Regions from separate parts of the Mus musculus genome. Here region 2 is linked to region 1. A link is a contact called in public Hi-C data. All regions are on one chromosome and are shown on one strand. The core of a region is the stretch at or near the end of the contact, and the rest is flanking DNA. Distances in the headings are between cores, read along the strand shown. Region 1 overlaps Exoc2 (exocyst complex component 2). Region 2 overlaps Irf4 (interferon regulatory factor 4).

Region 1 (6,460 bases), core at 2,357-4,856:
TGGCAGGGCACCTCTTACTTTTCTTAGGACACAGGACAGGAAGGGCAGTCTTCCTGATATTAAGCAGCAGGATCTATTTAACAATACAGTTAAAGAAAGTAGGACAGAATAGTGCTGCTGAGGCTCGACCAATGCATTTCCACACAGCTTTGCTCTTCTTGGGACAGCTTGCCCCAGACAGTCAGCACTGGTTTGCTCAGTGCCCACAATGTGCTAGATACTATGGCAATTCTCAGGTAGGTAAGAACACATTGGGATAGCCTGTGTGTTAGAGAACCTGGGTTTAGTTTGTACTCCAATGGCAGTAACCATGTAGAGTGTAGACCTGATTAGGAAAGGGTAGTCAGTGTGGGGGGTGGGGGTGGAGGGAGAGTAATTAAGAGGAAAACTGACTTGCTGCTTGAAGTTGCAGGGAAGTGTCAGGTTCTTATGATGTAGTCATGAGTGTTGTTTTGAAGAGCCCTACTTAGATAAACCCCCACAACTTTCCATGTTACTTAAGTGAGGGAATGAGAGGCAGTTTCTGAGCATTCAGAATACTATCGACCTTCTCTGCTCTGAATATGAAATTAGAATGTGTCATGATATGTGACCAACAAAGTGTCCCCACCCACACAGTATGAACCCAGACGATCACTGAGCAATTAATCTAGAAGCCTAGTGTGGAAATTCCCCAAGGAGAACAGAGTTCGCCTCTCCTCTGATCGAGGCCCTGTAGGCTGCTGCTAGCATGGTGGGCTTCCGGTTAGTGAGGCTGTAGGACCTAAGTCTCCCACAAGGAAAACAGTGTTTGTATACACAACGTTAAAACAGAAGTTTCTTGGTCATTTTGTCAGATTCTTCTTTTTTGAGCAGGAAAGTCACAAAGTTGTAGGGATAAGCACACTATTAATAAACATACACAGTGAGACCCTGATGTTAGTGTTCTGTATCAAGCACCGTTCCAGGTCCTGAGGAAAACAGAGACCTTTCTCACAGAGCTTACAGCCGATAAGCAACACCCAGGCTTAATATAATAAATGGCCCGGCTGTCCTTACATATAAGAAAAAGTGGCAAAGTAAATTATTCTTAAACAAGAAAATAGCTGTATGATAGAAAATTAACCAGGCAAACAGTAAAGCCTGGGTTGGCAAAGGCAAGGCTGCTGTGCCTGAGAATGGCGCCACGGTGACAATGACCCCATCCCTTGTTGAATGGACACTGGTGTTTCTGTGTGCCCATTTCATTAGAATGCTTCCTCCCCCCAGTGAACTTTAACAAAAAGTGTTTAAGGCTGGCTGGAGACAAGGTAATTCATTTGAGCTTTGAGCTCTCCTCAATGTCTGGGGACGCTCCAGGTGTTACACAGCCAGATTTGATTCTCTTTATTACTAATATGAACAGCTCCCGAGGACACACCCACAGGAAAGAATATGCTAAAAAACGAGCAGGTCTTAATGAACAGGCCTTTCTCCTTACTTTTTAAAATATTTTAAAATTTTCAAAATTAAATTTCTGCTGGAAAGAAATAAACATGGAAGTATGGGCTCATTTAATAACAACTAAACATTCAATGAATGTTGTCTTGACCACTTTCCCCTGAGAATGACACCTGACAATCTGGTATGTTCTTTCAGACTTTTGCCTAGGAATATGTTTGTTTGTTTGTTTGTTTGTTTTAAAAAAGAGATTACAATTATCTTCTTAAAACTTAATTATATCACATTCTTTAAGAAACAAATGTAAACAAAACAAACAAACCAAATCAACCTGCTTTTCAGGGCAAGCCGGGCCTTTAGTAATGTCAAGTGAAATACACAGCCTCCCATGCAATCCTGCTCCTACTCAGGACAGATTCCTCCCAGGCAAGTACAGCTTTCCCACTGCCTGCCCCGCTCACACACACCCGCATCACTAGAGGGTACAGCTGATACACTGATGGCCCTAGCAACAGAGGCCAGGGCCCACAACAGGGCCACTGCTGGAGATGCACATTCTGTCGGCTTAGTGGAATATGCTCACCACTACAGTGATGTGACAGTCTTTGTGCCTGAAACGTCACTGCTGCCTCTCTCATGGATGTCTCCTTCTCCATTAACCTTGAAGCTGCTTGCTTTCTCTCCCCGCAAACCCCTACCATTCTGTCTTTTCCAGAAATGTCATAGGTTTGAGCTCATATAGTACACATGTAGATGTACTTTGTAGACCTGCTGGTCCAGAATTTGCAATAATCCCCCTCCTCGCATCCCGAGTGCTGGGACTACAGGGATGTATCACCTAGCTCATTTTATTTTAATAGGATAACCTAGAGGTGGAACTGCTGCGTTGGAGGGTTTTCAGTCTTGGTAGATTCTGCCAAGCTGTCATTCAAAAGGCCACAGGAAACAGAGGTCTTGCTTCTCCATGCATTTTAACCATGGGTTGCCTGGTGCTACAACATGTCCCAACTCAACAGTTCATTGAAAACTTTTAAACAGCAATTTGACAAAACTTTTCATTGAAAAAAAAATCAAGTAGCATTTTAAGCAAAATGTAAAGGTGGACGAAGCCAAGCCTTTCACTCCTCTGCCTGTCTGGAGTCTCAAAAGGAGTTACAGAAAGCATGCCGTACCATGTGAAGCCATACCAAGAATGCAGACCTTCCTTCCCGTGAACCACTTCCTGGCACAACAGACATTGCTTCTCTATGGACAAACTCAAAGTTCTCTGCTAGTGTTGTTTTGAAACCCGGCACTCCCCGGTAGGTAATACTTCAAGAAATTGGAAAGTCTGGAGACAACCTACTTCGTACACCACATTTCCTGTTTTTAACCCCTGTGCCCTAAATCAGTTAGCACTCCTAGTCTACTGACAAAAATAGATCGAAAAATACTATAAATATCCCACAATGTACTTTTTAAAATTGTCAAACTGAAACATTACATGAAAGAAGCCTGGGCTGTTTTTTTTTTTTTTTTTTCTTTTTAAGTAAACTATCTATTCAACTATACTCTAAAGACACATACTGCCTGTTTTTTTTTTTTTTTTTTAAAGATAGTCAGAAACTTTATCAGTATTGGCATAACAGACAAAGAAGCCTAAATATCACATAATACAATTAGCTTTTGTTGTAATGGAGAAAGCAAATTTCTGTTGGAAGTACAGGTCTCCCTGTTTTGGTGTACATTCCCATACTGACTTGTATCCTCAGGGGCAAGGTGGCCCTACTGTGAGTGTGTGAATAATAACTTCTGCCTCTATAGTGCTGTTTTCTATACCAGGACTTTTCCTGTATCAAAATGTGGTCCTACTGATCACTATGGTGGATTTCATAGGAAAACTCTACTCTTTAGAAAACAAAGTATTACCAGCAATGAAAATACTAATGAGTTCATGGTTTACTTTTATATACATATAAATAAAATTCAGTGGAACTTAGTATCAATAAACTGCCTTATTATTAAAAGCTGTTTAGAAAAACAGCTTTCAAGACTTAGAAATAGGCAAGGGGGACGCAAGTCCCCAGCCTCTCCTCAGCAGTTTACGTGATGTGTTACAGGAACCATGGATCACATCAACAGCGCATGTCACAGAACAGTCTGCAGCATTAGCGCACGAGTCAGCCAGTTCCTCATAACCCTGACATCCTGAACTTCAGCCTTCAAAGGAGACAGAATTAACACGAACTGACACATTAAAACTACTCTGTCTCAACTAACTACACACACACACAACATTAACACACCAACACACACACACACTCACACACACCCCTCTCTCATCCCCTCATCAAGCCTTTCATTAGAAAGCAGTCTTAACTGGAAAAGTGAAAGTAACAACAAAAAAGATTCACTCTCTCCATGCAAATGAGAGTTTTTATTCACACTGTAAACTACCACTCTGAACATAATATTGCATAAATAGGAACTGTTCAATTTTCAAAATCTCAAGGAGGCCAGTTTAAAGAAAATATTATTTCAGTAAGATTGTAAGATTGAAACCTGACGCTTGGGCTGGAAGCACTGCTGGGTAGCAGGCTACTGAGCTGTGGACTCTGGAAAACACGTCAGCTGTGAGGAGCATGCCCATGTGAGGAGCATGCCCATGTGAGGAGCATGCCCATGTGAGGAGCATGCCCATGTGAGGAGCCCGCCCATGTGAGGAGCCCGCCCATGTGAGGAGCCCGCCCATGTGAGGAGCCCACCCATGTGAGGAGCCCACCCATGTGAGGAGCCCGCCCATGTGAGGAGCCCGCCCATGGCCTGGCACCCGTGTGCAGAAGGTGCAGAGCTGCTCTCGGGCTTATGAGAGCAGTGAGCTGTAGTGAGGTGCCCCAGCACTGGAACCAACTGTGGGGCAGAGAAAGAACTGGGTGTGAGCCTCATCCTCAACATCCAGCTCCATAGACTAATCTTTCATATGAAGGAGTGGCCCACTGTTGTAACTTTAGTCATTAAATCAAAGGATCAATCTAGATATTAAAAAGTTTGGTCATGTGAAAACTAGAAGTCAACAGTTGTGAATTAGTCAAGCCCCATTTCCACAGTAAGAATCCAGGTACAAGTGTCTGTCTCTAGAGTCCTATGTTTTTGCACAAGCCACTAATCTGCTGAGAGTATTAAAGACACAAAGTGCTGCTTCTGCACTGGTGGATCCAATGGCAGAAGACAGAGGTTACGTAGAAAGGGCAGGGTGGTGGATCTGAGTGAGCCTCTGGCTCCCCAGGGGCTGTCTACCTGCCTGAGCCTTTATTTGTAGAGCTTCGATAACAGCTTTCGGAGATGGTTCTGAGGACAAGACACACAATCCAAGGGGAGCAAGAGGATAGAGGAGGGCTCAGCTCCTCATTTCATACACGGGATTCTGTTTCTGACTCTTTACGATGCAATCTTCCTTCACACATGTGGATTCAAGTGGCTATTTCACTCCAGCCCCTGAGCTGCTCTTTGTCCTCACAAGAAGCTTGCTTTCCCGGTGCTCTGCTAGATATATCCTCTCTGCTAGATATATCCTCTCTGCTAGATATATCCTCTCTGCTAGATATATCCTCTCTGCTAGATATATCCTCTCTGCTAGATATATCCTCTCTGCTAGATATATCCTCTCTGCTAGATATATCCTCTCTGCTAGATATATCCTCTCTGCTAGATATATCCTGAGTGATCTGCAATAGCTCAATGCAGGTTTTTAATGCCAAAGAAATGCAATGCCTTCACTCTCCCTGATAGCTCTGCCAAAGGAAGGACTTGTTCATGGCTCCCCACGGTGATTAAAACATCATATTTGCTGTCAGGAGGTACAACCTAAAAGTCTATAGGATTGTTCAAATCAAAGGTATACAAATTTTAACCCTCTCAATACAAGTATATTTACACCTAAAGTTATAACATGATCTAAATGCAGAAACGCCTATTTTATAAAACGTGTCAAATGGTATATTTGCAGTGCTAACTGGGTCTGAATATTGTGGTGGCTGTGGTCTAGATTCAGAAAGCTCCACTGTAACATACATTTCCACGGTCAAAGATATAGGAAAAAACAGCAGAACCCTCTCCCAGGAGTGAACAGGAATTCAGTCAACAGCAACACAATAGATGGTTTCATACTTGCAGAGTATGAGAAGTGTGCTGGAGTTAATATTTAAATAAGCTGAAGGTCTAGGACTAAGTCCACTTTATTTTGCTGCCTTAGATTTACTGACTTTCATAACTGAGAAACTGTCATACTAAGAAATAAATGCAGGTGTATTTGAAAGAGGTATCTTTACTTCTCACTAAAAATCTATCACTGTCAAGATCTTTCAAAGGAGTTTTTCTAGTCTTAAAATAAAGTATAACTACTACATAATGAACTATATAATCCCTTTGTATACCATTTGATGTTTCACATGTTCACATGCATACAAACATGTAGTTCCACATGCACTGGCAGGATAAGGATGGGAAGTAGGGTTTCCAGTAGACTGTAGCAGCCCTTGCCTAACTATAAGGGCATACAGACACGTTGACCTCTAGCATGTGGTCACTGCTCACATGCATGCTGGGCTATCGTGTATGGTCACTGCACACATACACACACACACTAACCTGTAGAATGTGGTCACTGTGCACATGCATGCTGGGCTACAGTGCTCAGTCACTGCACACACTATTCTGTAGTATGTGTAGCCAGTTATCTAGTGAGCAGCTGGACATCGGGGCTCCAGTCCCACCCAAAGCATACCCTTGTTCAACAGTCTACTTTCAGTGCTGTCCCATATGGGCTCTCACATATACAAGCAGCACTACCTCTAATAAAAACAAAACAGGAATTGCCAGACTTTCTTTTTTGGTAGACCCATTTCTCAGCAAATATAAAAACACAAGCCATAGCAGCAAACAACAAAGTAGAGAAATAAAAGCCCAAGAATGCAAATCACTTTTCTTTTCTTTACACTATCCAGGACAGAGTACAAGATATTATATTTTTCATCTCCATCATATTTTAAGTCCATGAAGACAG
Region 2 (6,460 bases), core at 1,586-4,085, 67 kb before region 1:
TTAAGCATGTTTTAGTTTTCAATACATATATATGAAGTTGCCCTTTCTTAGAGAGAGAGAGAGAGATATGTGATGACACTCTTATGTACCCAACTATACAGATTTACCTCATCTTTTGAGTGGCATGTGGACTTCCACTGCTATGTGCCTAGGTGCAGTTTAGACATCTTCTTAGCTACCCATCCCAGCAGCCCACTGAGTCTCGTGAACTAAAGTCACTTATACATCTTATAGATGCAAAACATTCTGGGGTATATTATCCCAAGGGAAGATGAAGGCAAAATCGGGAAGCACTCTTCCTGAGGCCCCAAGCCACAGCTGTCCTCCTGGAGTATCTTAACCATATCTGGCACTTCACCAAGGTCCCTTGCCTGGTCCTGTATGACCATGACTCTTCAGTCCATAAGCAGATGCTTTGTCTCAATTGCCATGTGAAGTCTTTTGGTTTTTGGTTTTTTTCCTTAATGTTAAGCTGTTTTAACAGTGAAGCTGAATTTTCTGGAAAATGCTGTATGGTTCGAGCCCCCAGTTCATGTTTCACTTTACAGCCATGCATGCTGATGCCTTCCATCTTGACAAATGGAATGATGGGTAAACACTCCTGACACAAAGAGGAACACCTTCCTCGTCCCTTGCTGAAACAAAGTGCAATGCACACAGTAGAATTTAGTTTGCTTGCACTGGAAGATGCCGTTGAAGAGGTAGGCTGAGGAACACTGTATCCTAGGGAGAAAATATGCAAGTCTCACGGGTGCTTTCTGTTGGCTTGTTTCTGGTCCTTGAGCAGGCTTAAGTATCTAGTTTCAAACTAGAAGCCCCAAAGCCCTCAGTCGTTGTCCTGGACAGAGTTGGTAGACCCCACCTGTAGAAATCCAGATGCACTCTGGGATTGGAGCACAGAGAGGCTTGCTCTATCGTGAGAATGCCCAGCCTGCAGAGGCCCAGGTGCGGTGCCTGAGTGGCTGTATGCCAGACACAGGAACGCCAGCAGGCTGAGTGTGGTGACTGATATGTGAGGTGCCCTTGCCCTGCAGACAGGCTGAATGTGAGCCCCAGCAGCAGAGGATTCTGAGAGTCAGGGTGGTGTCATGTCCTACACAGGAAGAGCCTTCAATATTACTTTTTAAACGAACTTTCCCATTGCTGATATTTTGATAAAAACCCACACAAGGTTTAATTACATGCCCCCTCATCCCTCTCCACACAGTCTTGCCCATCCCACTGGTGAATTGTTGTTGTTCTTGTTGTTGTTTTTTGTTATTGGTGAAAATTGTGAAATTGTTAAGGTCTCTGTTTTTGTTATTTATCTCCCTAAATCACATGGCTGCTGCATACATTGCAATGTTGCCCTACCACATGTATGTTTTTGCAAGTTGCTTCTTCACTCATTGAAGAAGCCTGCACCGTAAGTGAAACTCACTTAGTCCTTGCTAATTGCTGCTCACTGTCACGTGAACGCAGAGAAGGCTGATTTTCCTGGACCCATTTTCAGTGCTTTGAGGAACATGAGTCCAGAGTATATTGAAGTAGAAGACAGTGTTTGGCAAGCCAGTTCTTATTAGACACTGCTACAGGCTTCACAATCTTCAAGGTGGACCCACCTCATGTGGAAGGGCATCATTGCCCCTCTGCTCCCATGCGCTGTGCACCCCCTTCACAGTGAAAGACCTGCTGGGGACCAGGACTCAGAGATCTCTGGCTTCGAGCTCATATCTTGGCTTCCTGTCATGTCTAAGCCCGACAGGAAAGTGTGGCACCATCCTGCCTGCGGCGTTGGATGGATAGGCCATGGATTTTGCTGTAAACTTGCTTCACAAGGAAAGCTGTGTGTTTTAAAATATTTGATAAATAAAGGATTTCTAGAAAGATTGACTGAGGAGCATATTTAATACCATCCTCACAGCCCTTGAAACACTTCCTCTATCTGCTGGGTTCTTGGTGAGGCTGTCAGTGGCCTACTTCCTTCCTGGCTGCCTGTGAGTCCCTGAAATCAGATCTCTAAAGTGTTCAGCAGAGAGAGAGAGAGAGAGAGAGAGAGAGAGAGAGAGAGAGAGAGAGAGAGAGAGAGGGAGGGAGGGAGGGAGGGAGGGAGGGAGGGAGGGAGAGAGAGAGAGAGAGAGAGGAAGAAGAAGGAGGAGGAGGAGGAGGATGAGGAGGAGGAGGGAAGAAGAGGGGAGGGGGGAGAGAGGGGGAAGAAGCAAGCTAGTTCTACAACCATGTCATTACTAGCACAAGTCCCCTCAGCTGTGTCTGAGGGAGCAACTATTCACACTGGGCTCCTTTGTTCTGCCTCCTCCTCCTTAGACCTATGTTCTGAAAGGCCTGGTAGACTTGGTGTTTTTTTTTTTTTTCTGTTTGTTGTGTTTTTTTTTCATTTTTAGAAAAAAAATTTAATATCTAGTGTGTGAGTTTACCTACTTGTAGGTACATGCACATGCAGTACTTGTAGGGCCAGGGAGGGGGGTCTGATCCCCTGTAACTGTAGGTACAGGTGGTTGTTAGCCACATACGCGAGAACCTGGAACTCCAGTCCTCTGGAAGAGCAACAAGGACTATTATCCAAGTTGAGCCATCTCTCCAATTAGGGAAAATATTTTTTAACTTGTTTTAATGGTTTGTTTTATACTTTGATTTCCTCTGAGTTTGTTGTCATGAGGGTAGCATATAGTGAGCCTGCACTCTGATAGGAGAGATTCCGGGGGAGAGGCACAGGGTGTCGGTAGACTCTTGGGTATCCCTAGGAGAACCTTGGCTGAAATTCCTCTCTGAGAAGCCAAGTCAGAGAATGCCGTTCTCAGCTGTATCACACACACTTCCTGACATGGCTGTGAACTTCCGTATCTTCCAGTGTCATAGGAAGACTGTCAGCCCAGGATAGGACTGTGGCCTGTGAAAAGCTCAGAGATTCAGAGATCTGAGAAAAGCATTTAGCAAGGATCTAAACAACATATTGAATTTACTAAATAAAAACCAATTGCTCTACTATTCCTACTTTGGGAGCTCTGTGTGTCCCATAAGTATAGATGGGCTCAGGCCAGCATGCACAGCCAGGATTTCTCCAGAAAGTTCTACTACTTGAACCTAAGCTTGTTTGAAGAGATTTTGCTGACTTTTGAGTTCTTACATGATATTCCTATTCCCACAGGGCTTCTGGTCTTAGACTTTTCTTTCCAGTTACAACTTTGGTTGTTGGATTTGGTTTTCTATAGTTGGTAGTATTAAGACAAATACAGGGTTTTTCACATGGGCAACACTCATCCATCCCAGAAACAAACAAACAAACAAACAAACAAAAACATGGCGTCTCCTACATGCCTTATTTCTGGGAAGGGACTGCAAGGTTGGTTGTAATATCTCATGTTTTCTAGCAGAAATGTCTTTTAATAAATGTCTAGTTAGGAATTATAGGGCACCCAAGGATGTTTCTTCTACAGCCTAAGCCAGGGGCCAGAGGATGTCTACACAGGTACCCTGCTCTTCCCTGGAAGACTTCTGCCCACCTGCTCACCTGGCCAGCTCTCTCTCATGATGATAGAACATCCTTTCTTTCTAAGCACTTCACCTTTCAGTGGCATCTCTGTGCCACTGAGAAACGATTTCATACTTTCTCTTGCTTTGCCTCCTCTCCTTTGGGACTAAGGATCAAAACAGCCAGAACAGTGGGGGATAGTGATCTGAGAAAAGTATGCTGGAAGGAATGGTGAGAGCCATGAGTTAGAAAGAACCATAGCTGCAAGATGAGAGAACAACTCCATGGTTAACGGTGTGGATCAACACCTGAAAATGATGGAGATGCTGAGATGGGTCTGATCAGAGCTGACTGTGGGCCAGAACTTACACACACACACACACACACACACACACACACACACGTGCGAGAACCCCTCACACACACAGGATGGTGGGGCAGAGTTTAGGTACTAGAAGCTCCTTCAAGGGTGCATCTTCAATAATAATCTTCAATTATCTAACTTTTCTCACACTAGACCCCACCTATCAAAGGTTGTACTTAAGGTTGTATCACCTCCCAGTAGTGCTCATCAGCCACAAAAGCTATTAACATTGGTATTTACTGTTTGTGTCTATGGCATATCACTGGTCATTCCTTTTTTATTTTTTTAACTTTTTATTGATTGTTTATGAATTTCACATCATGTACCTCAGTCCCACTCATCTCCCATCTCTTCATATCCACCCTCCACCCTTGTCACCTACCCGCCTCCGAAAAAAAATTTTTGGAAGCTGCAGTGTGTCACAGTGTGTCCCACAGTATACCCTTTTGTCCACACTTCCTTATATGCAAATGTTCATTGCAATGAGTCATTGGTCTGGTTCAAGGCCTCTGGCTTCTGTTACACTGTCAATACTGGATCCTCACCAGGGCTCTTCTCATATAGAATCTCCTCCTGTTGTCCTATGTCATGGAGATCTTGAAGCTTTGGGCCTGTAGTACCCTCTCCTTCACATATACCAGCAGTTCATAGATGGCATAGAGCTAACTCAAAACCCTGGATCTGGGCCTGGGTGGTAGCTAAGTTGGTCAGCATGCCAGCTCTCCTGCACCCACACCACCAGGGCAAGCTCTCCAGGAGTACCCTGGCTAACTCACCCAATGCCACAGGCATCTAGAGCCAGAGCAAGCTTTCCAGCTCTGCCGTTGAAGCTCACCCACACCAACACCAGCAGAGCCAACTCTATTCTGCTGCTCAGGCAAGGGACAGGACTCACTTTCTTTAGTGTTATAGCTAGTGAGGAGCAGGGCCAGCTCTCCTGTTCTCATGGCCTTGTGGCCAGCTTCCCCTTCTACCTTAGGTGGAGAGGGGTAAGGTGGAAGAGGAGGGCATCTCCTTCTTGCTCATGCCACCCCACAGTAGACAAGTTGTGGGGCCAGCTCTCCCATGCTCATACCCACAGGGCTGGCTCACTTGCACCTCTGCTGCCAGGGTTGACTGTACCGTGCTGCCCTGGTGAGGTGCAGGGCCCACTTTTCCAAGTCCTACAGCCAGTAATTGTCAGGGAACAATGGCCATTCTAAGAAACACACATCACTGGCAAAGTCAACCACTGTGACATCAACAGGATACAACCTAGAGTCGTTAGATAGAGGAAACCTCAGTTAAGGAAACGCCTCCATGATACTGGCTTGAAAGCAAGTCTGTAGTGCATTTTCTTAATTAGTGATTGAAGTGGGGAGGGAGTTAAGGTCCTGGGGTCCTGGGTGCTATGGAAATCAGGCTAATCAAGCCATGGAGAGAACAAGGCAGTAAGCAGCGCTCCTCCACAGCCTCTGCTTCAGTTCCTGTCTCCAGGTTCCTGCCTTGAGTTCCTGCCCTGACTTCCCTGGAAAATGAACTACAAGCTATAAGCTGATATAAAACCTGTCTTTCCCAAGTTGTTTTATCTGTCATGTTTTATCACAGCAATAGAAACCCTAACTAAGACTTCATAAACTAAGAGTCAAAGGATAGAAATCAATCTACTAAGCAAATGGAAGCTAAAACAAAACTGTTAGAACCATCTTCATACCTGATAAAGTTGAGTTGAAACCTTCAAACCAAAAATAGCCAGAAGAGATAAATCAGATCACTGTAACGTTACTGAAAGGACAATTCTTCAGGAGCAAATAATAGAGACACTACCACAATACTCTTAGATCTGATAAACATTTTTAGCAAAATAACTGTATACAAAAGCAACATGCAAAAACCAAAAAACAAAAACGCCATAGCTTTTTAAACATATAAAAACAAGAGATGACCTAAGAAAGAAGAAAATAGGATAACTACACAAAAATACTAGGGCTCATGTTCATTAAGAAACCTTAAAATGCACAAAAAACCGATCCAGGTACAACAATAGTGGAAGATGTCAATAATTCCCACTCAAATCTTTTTTGTTTGGTTTGGTTTGGTTTGGTTTTGCCAGATAGGGTTTCACCATGAAGTCTTGCCGGACTATAACTTGCTATTCGATCAGACTGGCCTCAAACTCACAAAGGTCCACAGGTTAGGGTTAGGGTTAAGTTCTCCTGCCTCTGCCTCTGGATGCTGAGATTAAAGACTGTGACACCATGTCTAGTCTCATCCTTAGATAGGTCTCTGGGATGGTCAGCTTTAATTGCCAACCTAATAAAGTCTAGGGTCAACATGACCTGAGAGGAGAGTCCAGATGAGTGACTGTCAACATGGAGTGTCAACAACTTTGGGCAAGCCTGTAGAGAATATCTTATGTAAGTTAATTGATGTAGGAAGACCCAGCCCACTGTAAGTGGTACCATCCCCTTGGCAGGGTTCCTGATCTGTTTAAGAGTGGGAAAATGAGCTGAGAACCAGCAGGTATGTGTGCATTCATTTTTCTCTCCCCTCAACTGTAGTTTTAATTTGACTTGCTGTTTGAGTTGTTGTCTTGGCTCTCCCAAAATGATGGACTGCAACCTAGAATTTTAAGCTGAAATACAAAC

Evidence for each region. Hi-C and Micro-C count contacts between places; a contact is called where the count stands out from the background.
Region 2: a contact with region 1 is called in a Hi-C map of centrocytes, with 2.0 times the contacts expected there. The contact joins two enhancer-like sites. A contact is called at or near these places in 1 of 39 promoter capture datasets (pre-B cells), 1 of 15 datasets of contacts at CTCF or cohesin (large pre-B cells), 23 of 484 Hi-C or Micro-C datasets (B cells, CD4 T cells, CD8 T cells and 12 more), 10 of 115 datasets of contacts at active chromatin or transcription factors (the 230-238 cell line, CD8 T cells, Th17 cells and 5 more) and 3 of 9 other capture datasets (adipose tissue, liver and pancreatic islet).

What each region holds. Positions count from the first base shown.
Region 1 is chr13:30,830,950-30,837,409 of GRCm38.p6, forward strand. The region is part of intron 23 of Exoc2 (exocyst complex component 2); the gene reads right to left. Among named protein-coding and RNA genes, the nearest start is that of Irf4, 85 kb to the left of the region's middle. Within about 2 kb of position 3,607, at least 87 of the 459 cell types and tissues checked have an H3K27ac peak or open chromatin away from gene starts, as enhancers often do. A contact at or near this core is called in B cells, CD8 T cells, Th17 cells and 8 more, where this site is marked.
Region 2 is chr13:30,765,111-30,771,570 of GRCm38.p6, forward strand. Irf4 (interferon regulatory factor 4) reads left to right here. Exons shown (of 9, transcript NM_013674.2): 9 at 1-1,871. Among named protein-coding and RNA genes, the nearest start is that of Irf4, 19 kb to the left of the region's middle. Within about 2 kb of position 2,836, at least 50 of the 459 cell types and tissues checked have an H3K27ac peak or open chromatin away from gene starts, as enhancers often do. A contact at or near this core is called in B cells, CD8 T cells, Th17 cells and 8 more, where this site is marked.